Linked DNA regions of Mus musculus: all the other regions are linked to region 2. A link is a contact called in public HiChIP or PLAC-seq data. All regions are on one chromosome and are shown on one strand. The core of a region is the stretch at or near the end of the contact, and the rest is flanking DNA. Distances in the headings are between cores, read along the strand shown. Region 1 has its middle 48 kb from the start of Gm42395. Region 2 holds the start of Ndn (necdin). Region 3 has its middle 76 kb from the start of Gm42395.

Evidence for each region. HiChIP or PLAC-seq counts read pairs in DNA pulled down with a chosen protein or histone mark.
Region 1: an H3K4me3 HiChIP or PLAC-seq map of embryonic forebrain shows a contact between it and region 2, with 4 times the contacts expected there. The contact joins the enhancer-like site here to the promoter of Ndn in region 2. A contact is called at or near these places in 5 of 39 promoter capture datasets (cranial neural crest, embryonic stem cells, frontonasal cranial neural crest and 1 more), 1 of 484 Hi-C or Micro-C datasets (nephron progenitors), 6 of 115 datasets of contacts at active chromatin or transcription factors (embryonic basal ganglia, embryonic forebrain, embryonic hindbrain and 3 more) and 1 of 9 other capture datasets (pancreatic islet).
Region 3: a contact with region 2 is called in an H3K4me3 HiChIP or PLAC-seq map of embryonic forebrain, with 6 times the contacts expected there. The contact joins the enhancer-like site here to the promoter of Ndn in region 2. A contact is called at or near these places in 11 of 39 promoter capture datasets (cranial neural crest, embryonic stem cells, epiblast stem cells and 6 more), 3 of 484 Hi-C or Micro-C datasets (embryonic stem cells and nephron progenitors), 15 of 115 datasets of contacts at active chromatin or transcription factors (craniofacial prominence, embryonic basal ganglia, embryonic forebrain and 7 more) and 3 of 9 other capture datasets (adipose tissue, liver and pancreatic islet).

Annotation. Positions count from the first base shown.
Region 1 is chr7:62,260,414-62,263,113 of GRCm38.p6, forward strand. No RefSeq gene overlaps it. Among named protein-coding and RNA genes, the nearest start is that of Gm42395, 48 kb to the right of the region's middle. Within about 2 kb of position 1,403, at least 28 of the 459 cell types and tissues checked have an H3K27ac peak or open chromatin away from gene starts, as enhancers often do. A contact at or near this core is called in embryonic basal ganglia, embryonic forebrain and second pharyngeal arch cranial neural crest, where this site is marked.
Region 2 is chr7:62,346,935-62,349,634 of GRCm38.p6, forward strand. Ndn (necdin) reads left to right here and starts at 1,343. Exons shown (of 1, transcript NM_010882.3): 1 at 1,343-2,700. The coding sequence starts at 1,474. The coding sequence ends at 2,451. All of the region lies in intron 1 of Gm32061 (predicted gene, 32061), which reads right to left.
Region 3 is chr7:62,232,877-62,235,576 of GRCm38.p6, forward strand. No RefSeq gene overlaps it. Among named protein-coding and RNA genes, the nearest start is that of Gm42395, 76 kb to the right of the region's middle. Within about 2 kb of position 1,430, at least 3 of the 459 cell types and tissues checked have an H3K27ac peak or open chromatin away from gene starts, as enhancers often do.

The DNA of each region.
Region 1 (2,700 bases), core at 153-2,652, 86 kb before region 2:
TCCCCCAGAAGCCACATAAGATGGAAAACATCAGCTGAATTCATTAACTTTTCTCTTGACTCCTCCATAAATGCACCCTACATATTGTGCATGTGCTTTGAGTAAATAAAAATTTAAAACTTAAAGATTTGCTTTTCTTCATATGTTTGCCAATATTTATAATCATTTACCTATGCTGTTTGCTGAATGCTTTCTCATTGTTGTGTTTGGATACCAGAGGTAAAAGCTAAGTGGCCATAAGAATGCAGCTTTACTGGTGGTTCCTTATCCTATTCTATTTGTTGAATTTCTATTTTATGCTAGTTTTATAGTGTTTTACTTACCAATCTTTGTAATATATTTGAAATCATATATGACACAATATTTTGAGATTCAATCCTTTTCCTAAAGATTGTCTTGGCTATTTGCAATATTTCTTAGTCCCATCTTTTTTGTTGTTGTTGTTGTTTCTGTGGAAAAATAGTAATGCACATTTGATCATGATTATTTTAAATATTTAAATCATTTTGGGTAGAATTGATATCTTTATTCCATTGACTCTTGAGTAATACCCTTTCCTGGATAATGAAGGCTTACATCTTTATAAATTGAGTGTTTGTCTCTTCATTTTGTCTATCCTTCTTCTGTGTGGTCAACTCATGATTTCATTAGGTGAAAAGCCAAAAGGGAGCCAAAACTTTTCCTGATTATGGAACCATGAAGGGGATGATGATACTTGCAAAGACTCCAGTGTTTTTCAAATGGTTGGTGCTAGGAACATTCACCTTCCCAACCATTTATTTCAAACACCTGGGGAATGGGTCATCACATTCATTTCAGCACTTATCAAAACAAGTTCTCTCAGGACCCCCTTATAATGAAAACTGTGGTGTCCTTGTCTACCAATGCTTACCTATCAACTACAAATTTTCCATTTCATCACCAGGCCATTGCCACCTGATCTATTCTAGTGAACAGAATCTGTGTATATGACAAAAATGCTCCACAGAAAGTGCGGAAAGGGGTAACAATTCTGAATGCCTTGCAGAAACAGAATAGACTCCTCAAGTGCATACACACACACACACACACACACACACACACACACACACACATCGAGATAGATAGATAGATAGATAGAGAGAGAGAGAGAGAGAGAGAGAGACAGAGAGACAGAGAGACAGAGAGACAGAGAGAGAGAGAGAGAAGTTGCTTTCAAACCACAGCCTTGAAAATAAGACTGACTGAAATGTACTGACCAGGAAATGAGGCAACTCTGTTCCAGCAAAACCCCTAAGGACATCTTAACACCCCTACCCGCAGGGTCACAGCACTCCTCATGGTTGCCACCCTTCTAATCACAGAGCTTTACACCCACACATTCTGTAGGGACCCTGTCCTACCACAGAGGCCCAGCAGGGCCAGCAGGGCCAGGCATTCATCAAACAAAGTGAGTGAATCTGGGTAGAATCACGTTTTCACTTGTCTCCATGGTGACAAAAAGCAGAAAACAGGCAATCAAGGATAATAAGCCCCGTGGGCAGCCGGAATCTGTGAGAGCAAATTAAGCCCCCATCTTTTTTCCTCTTTTTCCCCACCCCCATCACCTCTCGGGATTATAAACACACGTCAAACCCAGGCAAGAGGGGCCCTTCAGTGCTCGGTGCCATGGCAACTGACTCATTCGCCTTCCTCCCTCCATCCTGTTTTTCCCCATTAGCCTGGATACAGCACCTTTCTGAGTAAAAAAGAAAGAAGAAAGGAAGGAAGGAAGGAAGGAAGGGAGGGAGGGAGGGAGGGAGGGAGGGAGGGAGGGAGGGAGGGAGGGAGGGAGGGAGGGAGGGAGGAAGGGAGAGAGAGAGAGAGAGAGAGAGAGAGAGAGAGAGAGAGAGAGAGAGAGAGAGAGAGAGAAGGAAAAACTCCAATCAGTCTGGTGACAATATGGCCATTTCACAACATCCAATCCCTGAGCCTGACCAGAAGAGGCTTTTAAGGGTCAGCGACCTATACAGGACAGAAAGCAGCAAAGATGAATCACTCGCCCAACCCAGAACAAAACAAAGCTCTTTTTTCATGTTATTTTCCTCTTTCTTCTCCTACTTACTTATTTTGAAAAATTTCAAACCCCTGGAAATGTTGAAAGGATAATAAAGTAGTCTTCTATAATAGCTTCACCTAAATTCACCAATTATTTACAATTTGGCAGATTAGCATTCTTGCCCGCTATTTATCCATCCACCTCCACTCCTATTTATCCACTGACAATCCATCTTCACATATTTCCTTTATTACTGCACAAATATGATGGCATTATAGTTTCGAAGGGAATCCAACTGAGACATATTAATATATATCCTCAGTCCCACAATCAGGGTATTCGATTCAGGTGTACACATATAATGATTATCCTTTTGTCTAGGGCAGTGGGTTGCCTTTCTCTTTGATGCCGTGTTTGGATGGGTTTCATTATAACACATAATAGAAAATAGATGTATTTTTCACTGTGATGTTTAGAGATATCCAAGTCCTTTTCACCACATAGTTTGCTTGGTGATCTTGCATGGATTAGTTACTAATAAGAGGGTGGGAGGTGATCATTCTCTGCCTCTAATGATGCATTTTGTTATTACTCTAACAATAGAAAGAAGACCTCTCCTCAGTAAATCCATGAATATATGCTTGTTTTACCAGGCAACCTACCCACTCATGTTTTATTACAAT
Region 2 (2,700 bases), core at 93-2,592:
ATATTCTCAAATCTGGAAAACTCTGAATCGCTTCTTGCCATAACTATTCTGGGTAAAAGATAGCTGTTATATCTAAACAAACATATTTTAGAACCTAGGAATGCCAACATGATATCTTAAATCTGTCCGCTTTAAGTGATGAGAAGGGCTAAGGAATTCCATTATTTCAGAACAAGAAAGATGATCAAATCTAAGGACTTCTGGCTTTGGAAGCTTCAACAATGGTCATTGTATAAAGGAGAGTTTGAGGAAATATCAGCTTTAGATGACCTCTCGATCTACCTTTTTATTTTTGGACACCAATATGTTGCATCTTATTCATGAGAGACTGTTAGGTATCGAAAAGAGCTGCATTTAAAATATATTGGGAAAGATTTGGATGTGCTCCCAACATGGAATTAGTCATTTGTGAATGACATAATTTAAGAAGTAGAAGATTTCTTATAAACGCAGAAGATGCAGTGAGCAGGGCAAAAAGGTAGTGGGAAAATATGAAAAATACACTGTCATAAAATGTGTATTAATAAATATGTTGATCATTTTCCACTAGAATCTTAACGGAAGCTTTAGATGAAAACAAAGTGACCTAATAGAAATGGAGAGCCCAAATCTATAGTTATTAAAATAATTCAAAACCAACAAACTGAGCATCCAATGATGAATGAATGCATATATATATATTTTATATATCCCTCATTTTCATGTGGGGCCTGGGGGATTTAAATTCTGGTTCTCATGCTTGAACTGCAAAAGCTCTTAACCACTGAACCAAGTCTCATTTTAATTAAAATTTTAAACTCCCATCAATTATGCTATATGAATCTACTACTTCTAGAACATTCAAATCTCACATGGATTTATCTCCAGTGTCTGTAACTACACTTTACATTCTTCCTTGTTTGATCTGCATTCAGATATGTAAGAATTTATCTCTATTAATAATTTCTCAATATTCCAATCTTAAACAACTCATCATCATCATAAGGTACAGCTTTCCAAAAGAAAAAAGAAAAAAAAGTCATTTCTGTTTCTCTTATTCTTTTGTAGAAAAACCAAAATCAAGAATTAAGTCTTTCTCCAGGACCTTCACATTTAATTTGATTTTGCACAAACTCAGTGTGTCCGAACTTAACTTCACCATCTCAGCTACATCTTTCTCCTTCAACTTGTTTCTTTCCCTACCATCATCTAGTTCTGTGCCATACAGGAGACCAGGAAATCTTTTACATAAGCCTAGTGGTACCCTCCCTTAGACCCCAGTGGTTGGGCTTTGCTGCTTCGCTCCTTTCCAGCCCTACCACCCTTCTGGCTTCCCAACACGCATGCGCAATATCGCATCAGCCCCGCCCGCCCGCTGCTGCGGAAGGCGCAGTGCTCAGTAAAGCGCACTTCCTCTGCTGGTCTCCACCGAGGGAGTGCCCGCTCCAAGAGCTCCAAGCCGCATCGGTCCTGCTCTGATCCGAAGGCGCAGACATGTCGGAACAAAGTAAGGACCTGAGCGACCCTAACTTTGCAGCCGAGGTCCCCGACTGTGAGATGCAGGACAGCGATGCCGTTCCGGTGGGGATCCCTCCTCCCGCTTCTCTGGCCGCTAACCTCGCAGGGCCACCGTGCGCTCCCGAAGGCCCTATGGCAGCCCAACAGGCCTCGCCACCGCCCGAAGAACGGATAGAAGATGTTGACCCTAAAATCCTGCAGCAGGCCGCAGAGGAGGGCCGCGCCCACCAGCCCCAGAGTCCAGCCCGGCCGATCCCAGCACCGCCAGCCCCTGCCCAGCTGGTGCAGAAGGCGCACGAGCTCATGTGGTACGTGTTGGTGAAGGACCAGAAGAGGATGGTCCTCTGGTTTCCAGACATGGTGAAAGAGGTCATGGGCAGCTACAAGAAATGGTGCAGAAGCATCCTCAGGCGCACCAGCGTCATCCTCGCCAGAGTGTTCGGGCTGCACCTGAGGCTGACCAATCTCCACACCATGGAGTTTGCCCTGGTCAAAGCCCTCAGCCCAGAGGAGCTAGACAGGGTGGCGCTCAACAACCGTATGCCCATGACAGGCCTCCTGCTCATGATCCTGAGCCTCATCTATGTGAAGGGCCGCGGGGCCAGAGAGGGTGCGGTCTGGAATGTGCTGCGCATCCTGGGGCTGAGGCCCTGGAAGAAGCACTCCACCTTCGGAGACGTGAGGAAGATAATCACCGAGGAGTTCGTCCAGCAGAATTACCTGAAGTACCAGCGTGTGCCCCACATCGAGCCTCCCGAGTACGAGTTCTTCTGGGGGTCCAGAGCTAACCGTGAAATCACCAAGATGCAGATCATGGAGTTCCTGGCCAGAGTCTTCAAGAAAGATCCCCAGGCGTGGCCTTCCCGATACAGGGAGGCTCTGGAGCAGGCCAGAGCTCTGCGGGAGGCTAATCTTGCTGCCCAGGCCCCCCGCAGCAGTGTCTCTGAGGACTAAAAAGGTCCAGGGGCACACTGATAGTTTCTGACCCATACTAGGGCTGTGTAAGGGTGGGGTTGAGTCATTAGAGTATCCCAAATCCACAGTGCAGTATTTCATGTATAATTTTTAAGTTTTCCATACAGTGCTTTTGTACCTTGTAATGCTATTCATTTGTGTACTCGTGTAGTGTTTAAGATTGATGCATGTGTGATAAGTATTTGGTACTTTCACTTTTGTGCTTTCGTGCATTTTTGTACAAGAGAT
Region 3 (2,700 bases), core at 180-2,679, 110 kb before region 2:
CCTCTGTGTGCTTTGATTTTTTTGGTCTGCTTTATGTATCGCTTTTTATTCACTGTATTAATAAACATAACATGCAAATCTGGTGAGAGCCTGATTAAAATCTACAAGGAAGCAGGTACCTTTATTTTACACACCAACATGCCCCAAGCTTGTAAAACAGGATCATATAATCATCAGAGTTTTAAGAGATTTTTGTTAGGTAAATAGATAAGTAAATAAATAAATAGCAGGATCTTAAAATGAAATGACAGGTTAGGAACTATGAATAGTGTTAGGAAGAATGAAAGGCAAATAACAAAACAAAACAAAACAAAAAGAAAAGGCGAAAAGCAAAACAATTAGTCTCTGAAACAGACTTCTGAAGTGCTTTATTGGCAGACAGCAAGGTGATCACAATGAATCGCTCCATTTGCTTTTGCTTTCTTTGCTCTCCATCACAAAGCTCCCGGGCCCTCACTTCCTTGGAACGCAACGTGGATACACATGGCCATGAAACTTACTTTCCCTGGAAGTGCTTAATTTCACAATCGGCGGCCTCATCATTAATATCTTGGTCTCCATGTGTCTGAATCACACAGGCAAGTCCTCAAATGTTCACCCCTTGCCAGCAACAGAGAGGGTTTCGAGGGATTAGTTGTCCAGATAAAGGAACGAGACTGAGAGGCCTCCGAGTTTCCTTTTTTGAAATCAGAGCAAGTCTATAATAAAGCCATTGTTTTTTGTGATCTCATAGAAACCTCTAAAAGTAAAGACTTTTACAATACATTGCAAAATGTAAAATATCCTATTTTGCTTCTGCACCAGTCTATTTTTTTCCAAAAAGAACTAAAAATTTTGTGATTGTCAGCATCATTTGCAATAGCAGAAACATTAGAAATGTTCTAGTTCTCTATGAATATATGAATGACTACAATACATAGTGCCTATGATCTTAGGTATCACAGACTTTATAACACATACTGTGATTAATAAAGTGGTCTGTGAGATTTTACAAATTGAGAACAATTTTAAATCACAATGTAAAATCAATCTGTGAATTTCCATAGACACATAGGATTGTGTATTTAGAGTCATCATCAGTTCCTTTTGAGAGTCAATTTGAAATAAAGATTTCATCTGGTTAAGCTAGGGGTCACAAAGTATTGGATATTTCACACAGTGGTATATTATTTAAATATTTGTAGTTGGTATGATTTTTTTTAAATACTCTGCTTCACATATCGTCCCCTCGTCTGTTTCCGATGTGCGGGGGCTGTTTTTATCAGCAGCTGCCTATATTGCAGGCACTTTACTCCATCTAGAGACTTCCTGTTCTGGTTGCTAGATGGCACTGTAACATGATTAGAGAAGGCTCCCAACCACCATAAAGGAAATGGGAAGAAAAATCTCTTTGAAACAGCCAACTTGGATTTGCCAGGGGTTCATTCCTCCTCAAGGAAGTGAGGATTTGTTCCTTTGGTTACAAGCAGATGTTTGAGAATTTGGGTGGAGGGGAAAGCAGGAACTCTTGGGAGGCTGAAAACACAGCTGTATTAGAGCGAGTGTCTCGGGACCCTGAAAGCACAATCCGTTATCTGCAATCATTCATACTCCAGATCTCGCACATTCTTAAGAAATGGTCTAAATGGACAGTAGAGCCAAAAACTAGACCTTTCTCTGGGACCTACTATTTTGCAATCTACAGAAATAATATATAAAAGGTCTTGGAAAAGGTTGCTGCATCGGATTTGGGCAAGTGGCTGACATTTGGCATGGGAGAGAGCAGGCGTCATAGCACTGAAAACATTTCCGACGACAAGAGGAATCAATTAGAAAAGTATCCCGTCAAATTTTAATTATCTCCAATTTTACTCTTTTACACAGGGGTCAGAAGATCTGCCACAAGTGAATTGGTGGAGCCAACTGGGGAAACATTAAAAAAAAAAAAACACCTTATTTAGAGAATTTTCATCCCATAAATATAAATGATCACTTTTTAAAAAGCCATTGTGGAGTTAGAGGCAAAAACCTGTAATCCCAGCGTTCATGGGGTTGAAGAAAAAAATTTAAAAGGAGGGATAGGGAGGAACAAGATCTGTATTTAATCTATGTATACATGGAGATTTATCCAAACAAATTCAAATAATTCCCAATTGCATATGGTTGAGATATTAAAAATCATTTCACAACATTTGGTTAACTTCCATTGGGAGAAACTGTAGCTAAAATGCTATCTCATATCATTAAAAAATAAATAAGGCTAGTGATCTGGAACTAGAAAAGGTAGCTTAAAAGAAGTGAAAAAGATAACATATAGGCTTATTGGAAACCTTTGCAAATTTTGTAACTGTATTATAGAAGGAATGTCTATAAATCACTGGAAGAAAAGGCTGCTGAGGTGATGGGGAACTAGGCAAATTATATGAAAAATCAAATCATGGCAACACAAGATCTAAATGTGTGTATTTATGATTTGTATTTCCATGCTCCTAGTCTACAACAGCTTAGTCCCATGGGCATTGCTGCCCTACGGCACTGATAGGCTCTTGCCAGAGGCTAAAGTTCTGGAAACAATTAATGTTAATGGGGAATAAGAAAATCATTTTATTTTCCAAGCATGTAATTATTGGTGTGATCATGAATACATTTTATGTCTTAAAATTACATTAGAAAGCCCCACAGGGAGATTAAAGCAGCCTGAATGGGGGGGGGGTGCTTTGT